Regions from separate parts of the Mus musculus genome. Here all the other regions are linked to region 1. The links are chromatin contacts, called in public Hi-C and promoter capture Hi-C maps. All regions are on one chromosome and are shown on one strand. The core of a region is the stretch at or near the end of the contact, and the rest is flanking DNA. Distances in the headings are between cores, read along the strand shown. Region 1 holds the start of A830018L16Rik (RIKEN cDNA A830018L16 gene). Region 2 overlaps Prex2 (phosphatidylinositol-3,4,5-trisphosphate-dependent Rac exchange factor 2). Region 3 overlaps Prex2 (phosphatidylinositol-3,4,5-trisphosphate-dependent Rac exchange factor 2).

What was found. Promoter capture Hi-C pulls out the DNA fragments that hold promoters and counts their contacts. A called contact is a pair of places that touch in the nucleus more often than the background predicts.
Region 2: a promoter capture Hi-C map of embryonic stem cells shows a contact between it and region 1, with 2.3 times the contacts expected there. The contact joins the enhancer-like site here to the promoter of A830018L16Rik in region 1. A contact is called at or near these places in 3 of 39 promoter capture datasets (embryonic stem cells and hippocampal neurons), 4 of 484 Hi-C or Micro-C datasets (cortical neurons, embryonic stem cells and hematopoietic stem cells), 1 of 115 datasets of contacts at active chromatin or transcription factors (embryonic stem cells) and 1 of 9 other capture datasets (adipose tissue).
Region 3: a Hi-C map of cerebral cortex shows a contact between it and region 1, with 2.1 times the contacts expected there. The contact joins the enhancer-like site here to the promoter of A830018L16Rik in region 1. A contact is called at or near these places in 5 of 39 promoter capture datasets (cranial neural crest, embryonic stem cells, hippocampal neurons and 2 more), 4 of 484 Hi-C or Micro-C datasets (cerebral cortex and embryonic stem cells) and 1 of 9 other capture datasets (embryonic stem cells).

What each region holds. Positions count from the first base shown.
Region 1 is chr1:11,411,470-11,415,401 of GRCm38.p6, forward strand. A830018L16Rik (RIKEN cDNA A830018L16 gene) reads left to right here and starts at 2,636. Exons shown (of 14, transcript NM_001160369.2): 1 at 2,636-3,168. The coding sequence starts at 3,100.
Region 2 is chr1:11,276,385-11,280,750 of GRCm38.p6, forward strand. The region is part of intron 37 of Prex2 (phosphatidylinositol-3,4,5-trisphosphate-dependent Rac exchange factor 2); the gene reads left to right. Among named protein-coding and RNA genes, the nearest start is that of A830018L16Rik, 140 kb to the right of the region's middle. Within about 2 kb of position 1,642, at least 18 of the 459 cell types and tissues checked have an H3K27ac peak or open chromatin away from gene starts, as enhancers often do. A contact at or near this core is called in embryonic stem cells, where this site is marked.
Region 3 is chr1:11,176,762-11,180,551 of GRCm38.p6, forward strand. All of the region lies in intron 25 of Prex2 (phosphatidylinositol-3,4,5-trisphosphate-dependent Rac exchange factor 2), which reads left to right. Among named protein-coding and RNA genes, the nearest start is that of Gm24173, 44 kb to the left of the region's middle. Within about 2 kb of position 1,285, at least 16 of the 459 cell types and tissues checked have an H3K27ac peak or open chromatin away from gene starts, as enhancers often do. A contact at or near this core is called in cerebral cortex and hippocampal neurons, where this site is marked.

The DNA.
Region 1 (3,932 bases), core at 1,386-3,885:
ATTGCATATTGTAAATATAAGGAAATTAATAATATACAATTCATGGTTTTAAATAGTTCTCAGGTTTAGAGGCTTTGGCCTCTATGTAAGCAATCAACCAAATGATATAAAACAGACTATAAATACCATGAATAGGGAGAAAGTTTAGTCTAGTGGACTGAACCAATCTACTAAAATTTAACTCATTCATTATCATTACGGAGTGCTACATTCTTAGATAGAGCCCTCTCCATGGGGAATGCGAATATTTATAAGCTCCATTTCTACACTATATGATATAAATGGGCTCCATTTGAGAATGAGGTAGTGTGAATGAAAACACAGAGCAGCCTGTTTTATATAGGTGGCTTGAACAAGTACCTGACATCTCCTAACTTTCTACCAGAACTCAGTGATATTCTAATTTCCTTCTCCTATCTCATTTGACACACATTTAATCGACAGATTCCGTCTTAGGCACGTCTTCATAAGATGCCATTCTTTTCATGCTGGACTCCAGCCATAACTCTGGCTGTCACAATTTTATAGAATGTGTAACCCAAATAATCACTTCCCACGAGACATGCCACTGCTCAGCCAGACATTTACTATGTAGTAAGATGGGTGCTGATTATTTTTATTACTGCATGTGATGCTCATCTATGTTCACCCCTGTTTCTCCAGTGCAAGCCTGTGGCAGGCCTATGTACTGCTACATGCTAGTTTTTAATGTTGAAGCTTGATACCTTATCCCCAAATCCACTCCTCCAGTCTCAGCAAAGAAACCAACCTCTTAATCTTCCAACACTTTGTATGGATACTATGTCCTTGGTTAAGTATTCATTGAGGACAGCAGACTCCACAATCCTCACAACATCCCTCAAGAAATCTGTGGCCACAGTATGCCTCTTTACTCTTGTATTAGCACACCATCATTGTGTAGGTGTCAACTACTTCCACAGGACTGAAAGCCACCAGACAAAGGTGGAGCTTTATGCCTCTACAGTTTCAGACTTAATGTTATGCCTACAATGGAGAAGCTGGACAAAAAACTACTTCCAGTAGCAATGGTGTCAGAATCTGTAAGAAATGGAACAACCATGCTTTCTGAGGTAGAGGCTGCATCGCAGTAGTGGAGTGGCTTTGGAAATGTCTCAGTTATGCAAGTTTGGGATACTTAGAGATGTAGCACCCTTACTTAAAATAGCATTATGGGTCTTCTTTAATGTTGCCAGACTAAGTTTTATCTTTTCTGGCCAATAAAATTGATGCAGAACTCCTGGGTTTATGGAAGACTTATTAATTATCTTAATTAATAGATTTGAAGAAAGATCTTCCTCATATCTCTTAGAGGAAGAAGATGTATTTTGATGAAGGCCTGTCCTGATCTTTTAGTACAATGTGGAATTTAAAATACTTGGGCCTTTAGGTGACTCACAGGGCTTCACGCCAAGTCTACAACATATTTAATGTATAGTCAGTATCTCCCAATCTTATGAAAAAGTACATAAGTAACTGTAGTTTTGAACTGTTACAGGAAATACGTGACAGACCAGGACTCCTCACTGTTCATTACTCCTGCCTGTACCTGGTGGGTCATGAGGCTGATTGTAAAAGTAACAGCTCTGACATCTTTCCACCCCAAATCATGTCTGCTTCGAGTTATCAATAGTGGCTAATAGCCCAATTCCTCTAGTAGATTTCGTGTATGTGAATTATTAAAGGCAATTATTATAATACTTCCTGGAACAATCCATTCTCATCTTAACTATTGCACAATGCTTAGATAATTTAAAACGGAGAGAAAAAGCTTGGACAGATACAGGTCACAGAAACCTGAACACAGTGCAGAAAAAGAAGAAATCTACACTGTCGCAGTTGGTTTTAAAGAAATCCGTGCCTATTATTGTAGAGACAGCCAACAGTTTTAGTATAAACGTTCTGATTTGGCAATACAAAATGGTTTAGAACCAGACAACTCATCTTTGGGGTTTTAGTGCTTTATATCGTTTTTTGGTTTTTTAAATGCAAAGAACTCTACACGGAACCTTGTGATAACTGCAGATCTTAACCTTGAAAAGTCGTCTCATAGTAAGAAGGTATGAGGTAAAGTTGATGTGCTTCTGAAGTATCTGGAGGAATAACTGTTGGGTGGGAGCTCAGAGCCCCTGAGCTGTAGCCAGAGGTGTAGCAGACAGAGCTGAAGGTGTAGGCAAACTTGGAAGCAGAGAGAGCTGGCTTGCTTTTGTTTCATCTCCCTGCCAAATGCCTAAGGGTTGCTTCCAGCCTTTGGGTGTCTGTACTTCGGGAATTTTCAATCAGTTCTCAGGCAGCAACGCCGGTTGTGGCTGACTTGCTCAAGGCCAAGATAGATATATCTGTTCCTTTCTTTTTTCTTTTTAACATAAGCAACTTTGTTTTCGCGGCAAAACCCAGCCATAGTTCTCATCTCCGGCTTTTTCTCATCCCAGCCTAGTGAAGGCAGAGCGCTGGGCCAGGAGAAGATCAAGCTGAGTGGTTTGGAACTGCGGGTGTAGCTGCCAAGGAGTAGCCAACAAGCACCAGATTTATGTGCACTTTGAAAGAAGCACCTTTACCATTGGCTTTTTGAGCGGCTCTGTCGCTAGGGAGCGAGCACCGCCTCGGGGAGCAGCTTGGGTGCTGGTTCCTGGCAGCCAGGAGCTGGGCGCACACCGTGGCGCGCTCTGGGCGGTTCCGCGCGCTGTCGCCCCTGCGGCCGGCGCTGTCCCCCGCTCGGCTCGCGAAGGCACTGCACAGACACTCGCCTTCGGCCACCGGCTCCTGCTGCTGCTGCCGCCCAGAGGACAGACCAGCCTCTGCCCGCGATTTCGCCTCGGCGGCGGTGCTGCGGAAAGCGGAGAGCGGGTGGGCGCGAGCTGCAGGATGCGATGTAGTTCTCTCCTTGCCTCGGAGTTGTCTGAGTTGGTAGAGCCTCGCCCGGGTTCCCTGAGCCCTGCTCCCTTCGGGCTCGCTGCTAACGGAGTTGCTAGCCATCGCTGTGCCAGAAAGCTCAGGCTCGGAGCTCCTGCCCTGGGGTAGAGTAGAGCTGTCCCCAGCCGAGGCGCATTGTCTTCTCTCTGCTGACCCATCTGTTTTCTCATGGCATCTCGTCAACAAACCCGAATCCAGGCTTACCTGGAGAAAAACAAGATCGGTCCTCTGTTTGAGGTAAGGAGCCCTGGTGGGGAATGGTCCCGCTCTCTTTGAAGGCGGTGGTGGTGGTGCAGGAAAAAAAAAAAAAAAAATCAGAATTTTCTTAAGCAAAGGTAGGGGGCTGAGCAAATGCGCGGGAGAGGGAGGACTGTCCCACTAGGTGTTCTGGAACGCGGCCCTGCTGGCACTTGGCCAGTTACCTAGACACTGACAGGTGAGCTCTGGAGGGCCTAACTTCAGCCTAACAGGACAATTGGAGCCATCTGACTGTCATGCATCTAGTAGCCATATGGCAGGACTAAGGTTGAGACAGGTAATCCAGGTGTACATCTACACACACACACACACACACACACACACACACACACACACACACACCGGGAATTCACACTATCTTGCATATTGAATTTTCTTCTTTTAAATATGGGCAGTCGTAGAACCTAAAAAGGTGGAGGGGTTGCCCGGCTGGGGGAAAAATGTTAAAGCTGGTCCAGTGGCTGAAACTAGAACCCTTTGCACTGTTCTCAGAGATGGAAAGGAGCAGAGAAGGGTTTTAGGAAAACATGCCTGTTTTCTGAGGACACAGTCTTGAGATGTTTTCCTTCGCCTTCAAATAATTAATGACAAGAACACAGTGAAGAAAAAAGCTAAGCAAGAGGGAAAATCTGACCTAGGGGCAGAAAGCAGGCACCACCTAAGTGCTACGGTTCAGCAGGTTGTCAGGGTGCTGACCCCAAGCTGAGGAAGTGTGGAGTGCCAGGTACTCAAGTAGCCAGGCT
Region 2 (4,366 bases), core at 392-2,891, 140 kb before region 1:
GTAAAAATGGGGATGGTGAATTATAGCTCATCTCTCAAGGAAAGTGAGGGGAAGATTAGATCACAAAGACTGGGGAAGTTGAGTAAACCTTCTTGGTCCCTTACACAATGGGTCAGGCTCCTGGGTGGGTCACCCAGCTGTCACCATCTCTTTCAGGATAAAGGCCAAAGAACAAAGAACTCCATGCTGGGCTTCGTTTCTAGGGGTCTAAGAAACACATTGTGTTGGGGTCTTACAGTCTAGCCTATTGGTGATGGTACAGTAGTCATTTTAATAAAATTGGATAGTTGTTAAGACTATACTATGTACTGCATGTAATAAATAATATGGTTTGTTTTTATGTAATCCTGAAAATAAAAAAGGCACTATGAGATATGCACTATCATTTAACTAGATTTATAAGGGAAAGGCATTTAAGGAGATTAACTTGTTCAAGGTCACTGAACTACTATTTCACATTAATGAAATTTGATTATTGTTGACACTATACTGTGTGCTATATGCTCTATGGTAAATAATAAGATGGGTTATATTTATATAATTCTGAAAAAAAATCACTCTGAGATTTGCCCTATCATTTAGGGAAGGTATTTAAAGAGACTAAATAGCTTGTTCAAGGTCACAGAACTATCTGCAAAGCCAGAATGTTATTCAGACCCATCTCTCCAACATCTGTTTTCTTAAATGTATACCCTCCTGCTGAGTAGGATATAGGATGGGACTTAAACCAGTGCCCACTGACAGAATATGAAAAGCATTTTGTGCAAAGTAGGGGCTGGTTACTGCAGAGGATGTAAGCTGTGGGGTTGAAGCTTGTGGTAGTTAGCCGAAACCACGACTACATTGTGAAGACCTTATACTTCATCCAGAAGACCTAAGCCATTCACATAATTGCATTTTCATTTGCATTTTAAGAGGACAAACATCTTAGTGGAGGAAACCAGGACGAGGCCACACATAAGGGTCAGGGTGAGGTTGTATCAGTATACACAATAGATAGCATTAGTGATATAGTAGAGAGCGGAGATTTAAGAGGTAGTTAAAAATAGAAAATGAATAAGATTGGAATGTTCTTTGGTGACATAGTAATTCATTGCACACATGCATTGATTTCCTGGGAATGGATAAGTTAAACTTGATGCTGTGGGATTGATGATCATACACCACCTTTAATGGAATGTGGAGAGACCATCAGAAATCACTCCAGAATGGACTTATGAAAATGGCAATGGTTGGACCACGTTTTTAAAATCCTTCTAACCTGTGTCCTTAATAAATTAAATTTTATTTAATAAATTAATTTTTTTCTCAGGTCAATGAACCTCTAACATAGCTGGTTCATTAGATTTCTTTTTATTATAGTCCAAAGAAAAGGAGCTGTAAGACCCAAAGAGCCTTAAGTCCAGGAAGTCCCACTCACAGAAGCACAGAGCTGGAGATTGATGCAATAAGCAAGAGGTTTATTGATCCAGCGCACTGGGGTCGTCCTGCAAAGGGGCAGAAGCGACCCTAAACACACAAAACACACGCCTTTTATTCAGCTTTTGTGGGCGGATTTTGGTAACAGCTTGAGCTGGTTTAAGCCCATTGTTAGCCCTAGCTGACCTTTTCATTCCCCCCTTTAGAAATGGTAATTAGCCGCTCCCTTCTGAAGAGGCTAGCCCCTGAGCTGCATTGATAGCCCCAGGTGAGGTGAGGTCTTAGTCACCAGAAATGGGAACTGAAATGTAAGTGGTCATTATCTGCACCTGCCTTGTGCTTGGGGCTTTCTTGTAAAGCTTGTTTTGTTGGGTCATTCCAGGAAGGGAGAATTCCTCACAACCTTCTAGTGGATGACCCTCAGCGAACTATTCTAGCAAGGTCTTTCAGCAGTCCTCTTACATTTTCTATGGTCACACATTCCCACAGAGCCACCAAAATAGTCCAAGAAAAAGGAGAAAACTGAGAATAAGCACTTACACACATTTCTATACAGGTAGAACTGTCTCTTTAACTCAAATATTGTTAAATGAATGGGTCAGAACAGACGATGCTCAGGAGTATGTGGAACCAGGTGATCAGTGGTGTCTCACACCGATTAAGAGAACATGTGATGAGTCACCAGAATGGCTCATGTTCTTATACATTGCCTCCCATCATTATTCAGGGGGCTAAAATAGGTATTGGGTACTTTCCTACAATTCGAATAACCAGATAACTACAACCTATGAAAGCAGCACCAAGAAGCACAGCACCAAGAAGCAAAGACAATTAGCTCCCTAAGAATGCTTTCCCAGTAGTCACTTGAACAAAGAGAATCGGCTTTTAATTTAAGGAGAAATAACCAAGGTTCCCACTGAATGTGGGAAATAACCATTTTCTAAGATCTAGATCTGTAAAGTTCTAAATATACATCAAAAGCTACATAAGATATATTTCATATTTTCCCAGGTGTCCTCAAATTCTGCAGGATGCTGTGCCCTTGGAGAATTTTCTTTTCTTTGTCCCCAAGCCTGAGGACAGCATCAGAGCTCAAATATTTAAAAAACAAACAAACAAAAACATTGCTCAGGTTATATTTGAGTCATCAATATACACCCATAACTCAGGGATGGTAGTGGATATTTTAGGCATACTTTTGAGTTCTTCATATGTATTGTGACACAGAAAAAGGTTTTAAACTAGTGATCAATGTCACTTATGATATTTCAAATGTGTGAAAATAAATACTGAGAACCCCTTGTAAGAGTTATATTTTCTATATCCGATTAAAGTATTTTTAGATGAATATACACATGATACTACTTCATGACTTTCTGTGGCTCCAAATGTTGTTTATCATAAGTCTGGCCTTCCATGTGCTAAATTTGTTGTATTGAGTTATAGCCAGGACTTGAATCACAGACACACACACACACACACATGCACGGGTGTGTGTGTGTGTGTGTGTGTGGCTATTTTAATACTGGCTCTGAGAGACAGTACAAAATTATTAATTACTGACCAAAACACCAGTACTTCTGTCCCTGTGTCCACTGAGAGCAAAGGAATCCAGTACAGTACCCAACAGCCACACTAGGTCCCACATCAGCCTTATTCTGACTCCACTGTAACCCTAAGGATGTGCAGCATACCCCCAAGTGTTCAATTTAACACACCTGTCCCTGAGAGACTGTTGTACTTCAATCTGAATAGATAATAAATGAGTCAATAGACCTTGGAAGGTTTGAAGATATAATTAGAATTAAACTGATGCTATTGTCTGTGATTATTGAAAATGTCCAAATATGCAGAAGACCCCATGGTTTTGAGTTTGTTTTGTTTTGTTTTGTTTTGTTTGTTTTGTTTTGCTTTTTGAGTCAAATTTACTATAAGGGAGTCATGAAACATTTAAAATAGAAGGATAACATGTGCCAAAAGCTGCTTCATGGAAGATTGAAAGTATAAAATTCTGACCATAGTATATAGTAGATAGGAGTTAATACAGGGATGAAATAAAGCATTTTACATGTAAGCAATTTTGAGGCTCTAAGTTTTTCATCATCGGTGAGCTTCTGTTAAAGAAGGGCCCAGAGTTTCATCTTAGCACCTTGTGCTTGTAACAGTGAAAGGGAGAAAACTGTGGTCTCTGCGGAGGTAAGTATGATAGGGTAGGAAGGTAAGTGCCTTCTTTAAGAAAAATAATAAAAATGAGAAGAGAAAAAAAAAGAAATGAAAGTTAATATTTACCAAGTATCAGAACAAGTCACAAGGTTTAAATGCTAATATGTACAACTCATACAAAAGTTGGAATATGATTATTATGTGACCCAGTTTTATCCCTTTGTCCCATAATTTTTATGGCACTGCCTTTGATTGCCTAGCAAATTATGATAATTTTGTCATATTTTTCTATGAAGAGAATAGAAAATTTGTTCTAGCTTCTAGCATGACTGATCTAATTTGAGTTCCTGAGAGCTCAGAAAAGCATTTCAGTAGCAAAAGTGTATTACTGCTAATGGCTTGTACACTTTTTGTTTGTTAATTTAAATTCTTATTCTATAGCACATAGACTAAGTCCTGTTTTTTTTTAATGTTATTACACAGATAGATAGCTTCAGGTTTTGTGTATTTCCAGCTTGCTCCCTCTGACCACACATACTTCCAATCAAGAGGAATGGGATATGGGGGTATCTTTCCTGCACCTGCTTTTTGACAAAGGAAGGTTTTGTGCAGTGGCCAAGCAGGAAAGAATGCTCTGGAAGCCATTGCTATACCAGAATAATGGAAAATCATAACTCCATGTAGAAGCAACTATGAATCATCTAAATAATTCCAGTCAAGCTGTCCTGAATGCATCCTAACTCAGCCCTCTCTAGCTCAGTTCCAGAAATACTAAGCAGCCATT
Region 3 (3,790 bases), core at 35-2,534, 240 kb before region 1:
ATGGTGGAATTATATTTGAACCATTTTGCTGGTAAATATACAAACAGAAACATACCTTCCCAAAAATCACACCACGTGCTCCTGTAGAGGGTACACTGTGATTTTATACTTACTGGCATATTTCATTATTGTAGTTCTCTGTGATAGCTGGATGAGAGGGTTTCTCCAAATTACCTTGGATTTAAATGGTTCTACGATTGAATTGTAATTTTCTTGATGTTTAAGTCATTTTCTCCCCTTCAACCACTAGGGGCTGACAATAAATTGCTGTTCAGTTCATCAAACCAGAATCCAAATATTACCTTTGCTTTCTGTCTGTCTTTTTATTCTCCACTTTAGTACCTTATTAGCATGCTAGTTATGCCTCAGAATATGTCCCTGCCTGTTATGCTACAGTAAGTCACAGTCATCACCAGTGAGAACTGGTGTCACCAGTGTGTTGCCCAGCTGAGCCTCTCTCTGATACACCGTACATTCAGCAGGTGCCAGAGATATCCAGTTTGGTAAATTTGCCTAATACCCTGCTAAAACCATACACAGCATTACATTGTAGTTAAATTACAATTGTCACATGGTATCCAATGGAGACTGTACCCTAAACCCTGGCAAATACCAAAATCTCAAGATGCTCTAATGCCTTATGCAAAATGGCAAAGGATTTGTGTATAATTCACCCTTTTCTTTTTATATATGGAATCACCTGTAGATTCCTTATAACGCTTAATGCAAGTAAGTACTTTTCATATCCTATTGCCTAAGAAATAACAGAAAATGTTGCATACATGCAATGCAGGTAGGATTTATTAGGAAATATCTTTAATGTGTAGTTGCTGATTGATTCCATGGATATGGAACACACAGACTGAGATAGCCAACTGTTGTATTGAGTGTGCTTTTCTAACCTGCAAGCTACTTCATGACTCATCCCAAGTGCATCTCACTGAATTTTAGCTTTGCTACATGTAGTCTGTAATTTTAAAAAGCAGGCTTGGTCCAGCTAGATTCTGGGTCCAGCAGCCACCTGACCTGTTCCTTTTAGCCATGCCTCTCCCACAAATGCAGGCTATGTCTCTCCAGAGCTCTGAGATCACTCTCTTGGCAGCCATCCACCTCAAGGCCAGCTCTGCCCGTATCCACCCAGTGCACGCTTCACCTTCTCTGGACCCCGTTCTTGCCAGCCTCCGATCTACCCGATTATCTCTTTATCCTGGCCAGCTTTGCCGAGCCAGAGCTCTGAGATTGTTCTCTCGCCAGCCATCTAGTTAGTTCTCCAGTGTCCACCCCATCTGGCTCAGCTCTGCCAAACAGTCAGCTTGTGTTTTTCCTGAGAACGCTGCCTGCTTCTCCATGCCCAATCCTCCGGCTGCCTTCTTTCTCTTCCAGCCCACCATAATGCAGTGAGTAAAAGATGCCAGACACCTTTATATTTTAAAACTGACCAGATAACTCAAAGAGTGGGCAAAGAATATCCTGCCCCATCTTTCTTGGCCTCCACAGGCTGCAGAAGCTGCAAACTGTTGGTGCCCCTAGACACCTACATGTTTCAACTTCTCATCTGCCCACACCCAATCTGACTCTGAATCTTCTCTCCTGCTCTTCCTGTCCTGAACAGACAATCTCGCCTCCACATCTTCGCCTTAACAATTAGCTTCTGCTGTATTTATTAGCCAACCAACAATTAGGGAAATAACTAGGAAAACAATCAGAAAAACTCCCCCTACAGCTATAAGCTTTCTACCTCTGAAAAATGATAACTACAGTCCTATATGAAGGTGCCTGCAGTGATTGTTGGACTCTGCATCTGAGGAGGTCTACATGACCAGCCAATCAATTGAACTTCCAGGGTCAAGCTAAGAAAGATCCGTAGACATAGAAGGAAAGTAGATGTTTCTCCTTTCTAGACACGCTAGCCCTTTTGCTGGTGTCTGGTTTCCACTCAACATCATGGTGTTGTATCTCCAACATTGTTCAAAGGGACACTAAAGATCTCACAGATCTGAAGAAACAAGGATTTCTTTGCTCATGCTTCATGTCTACCTTGATGAGCCACAAGGTCACTGTTGTGCACTGTCCTCACTGAGAGGAGCAGCCATGTGCCCCTTTACCTAAAATGCTACTGATTGTTTTGCAAGAGAAAGGAATGATCTGGTTTTGCATAGGCATATGGAATCCTACTGTAAGTAACCGCATACCATGTTGCATCACTTTACACCAGCTAGAGCAGTTCACATAGACATGCTTATTCTCATGAGCTAGGAAGGTATCTCCTCCCACTTGGACATGCACACCAGTGACCACCCAACTTCTCCAGTGTGCAAAAAACCATACTGAGATGATAAATATTGCCTAATTTATGAAGTGTTTGTGTGTGTGTGTGTGTATGTATGTATGTATGTATGTATGTATGTAACAATGTATGTCTATCATTGCAACAACCCCTGCTAAAATAGAATTAACACCTACTTATAATGTGGACTTAAATGATTGAAATGATTACATTTAAGAATGAAAAATGCACTTAAGTGAATTAGTGCCTAGTCCATATTTACCATGCTTACTATTGAGAACTCAACATGCTACATGTTATGATGATGATACTTTAGAACACAGGCAAATGTGTAATAGCACACACGGAAGTCTTCATCATTCAGTGTTTAACCTAGAGGAAACTGTTCTGGAATAGGATTTTGAGAAATTAACTAATTGGACCTTTGGTAGATAGCTGCATGTTCTCAATGGGCAAAAGCAAAGGGAATATTTTTTGGCCTGCATACAAAAATATACATGCTTTATTGTTGCTTCTCAGGATCTAGAAATGTTATGCCTGTGATTTTTTTCTATCGTTCATTTTATTTGTAAGCTTAAATGCTTATTCCCAGAGGGTCAGAGCAAGCACACTGTAACTGTTTAAAATGTGAATACAATTCTTATTACTGTGAGAAAACTATTTATGCTGAGCCCCATGACTTCTAATTTAAAATACCCACAAGTGCCAAGGGTTCCCTGAGAGATGATAACTCCTGCAAGACTTTCCTGCTCAGTATGCAGAGTTCATCTGTCTCTGCAGTAGGAGCTTGGGTAATTGGAGTTAGTCGAATGTTTTCATCTTCGAGGTGGGGGAAGGAGTAAATAAATAGACAGTCAAAAGACAAAGAAGCATCTTTTTAAATAGAGAAACTCTTTTAAGAGAATTCATCACTTTGGCTTACAGAAGATGTTCACAGAACATTTTGAGCAATGTAAGGGCATTCTTCAGTTTTCACTGGTGTCTGGCAACTATAAAATGCCATGTGTTATTTAAGCATCAGCTCACAGTGAGACGTTTCCCTACTGAACTATGAAATCGAAGCTCTCAGTTGAATCTAGTGGGCCATGTACATGTTGCATAAGCAAGCGCTCTACTGTTGAGCCATACCCAAGCACAGTATCATCTTTTCATCTATTTACTGTCTAGAAATTTGCATTTGCCCCCATCTGATGAACTACAAAGCCTGCTTTTTGTTGCTTCCTGCTAGTGAAGATGACATTCCAACAAGGCAAAGCTTTTGCTGAAGACTACATTTACACTGCCAAGAACACGACATATTTTCAATCAGTGAAATCCCTTTCTCTAGGTTTACTCAGTGTACAGCTTTGGATTTCATTTCTTATATAAAATATATATGAGAGGTATGGGCATTGTTGTCTTGACATTCCAAAAAAAGAGAGAATGTTTGTGTTGCCATGAATAAATGAGTATACAGATAATGTGCAATTGGTTGGAACTGAATGTCATGGGTATTTTATAAAT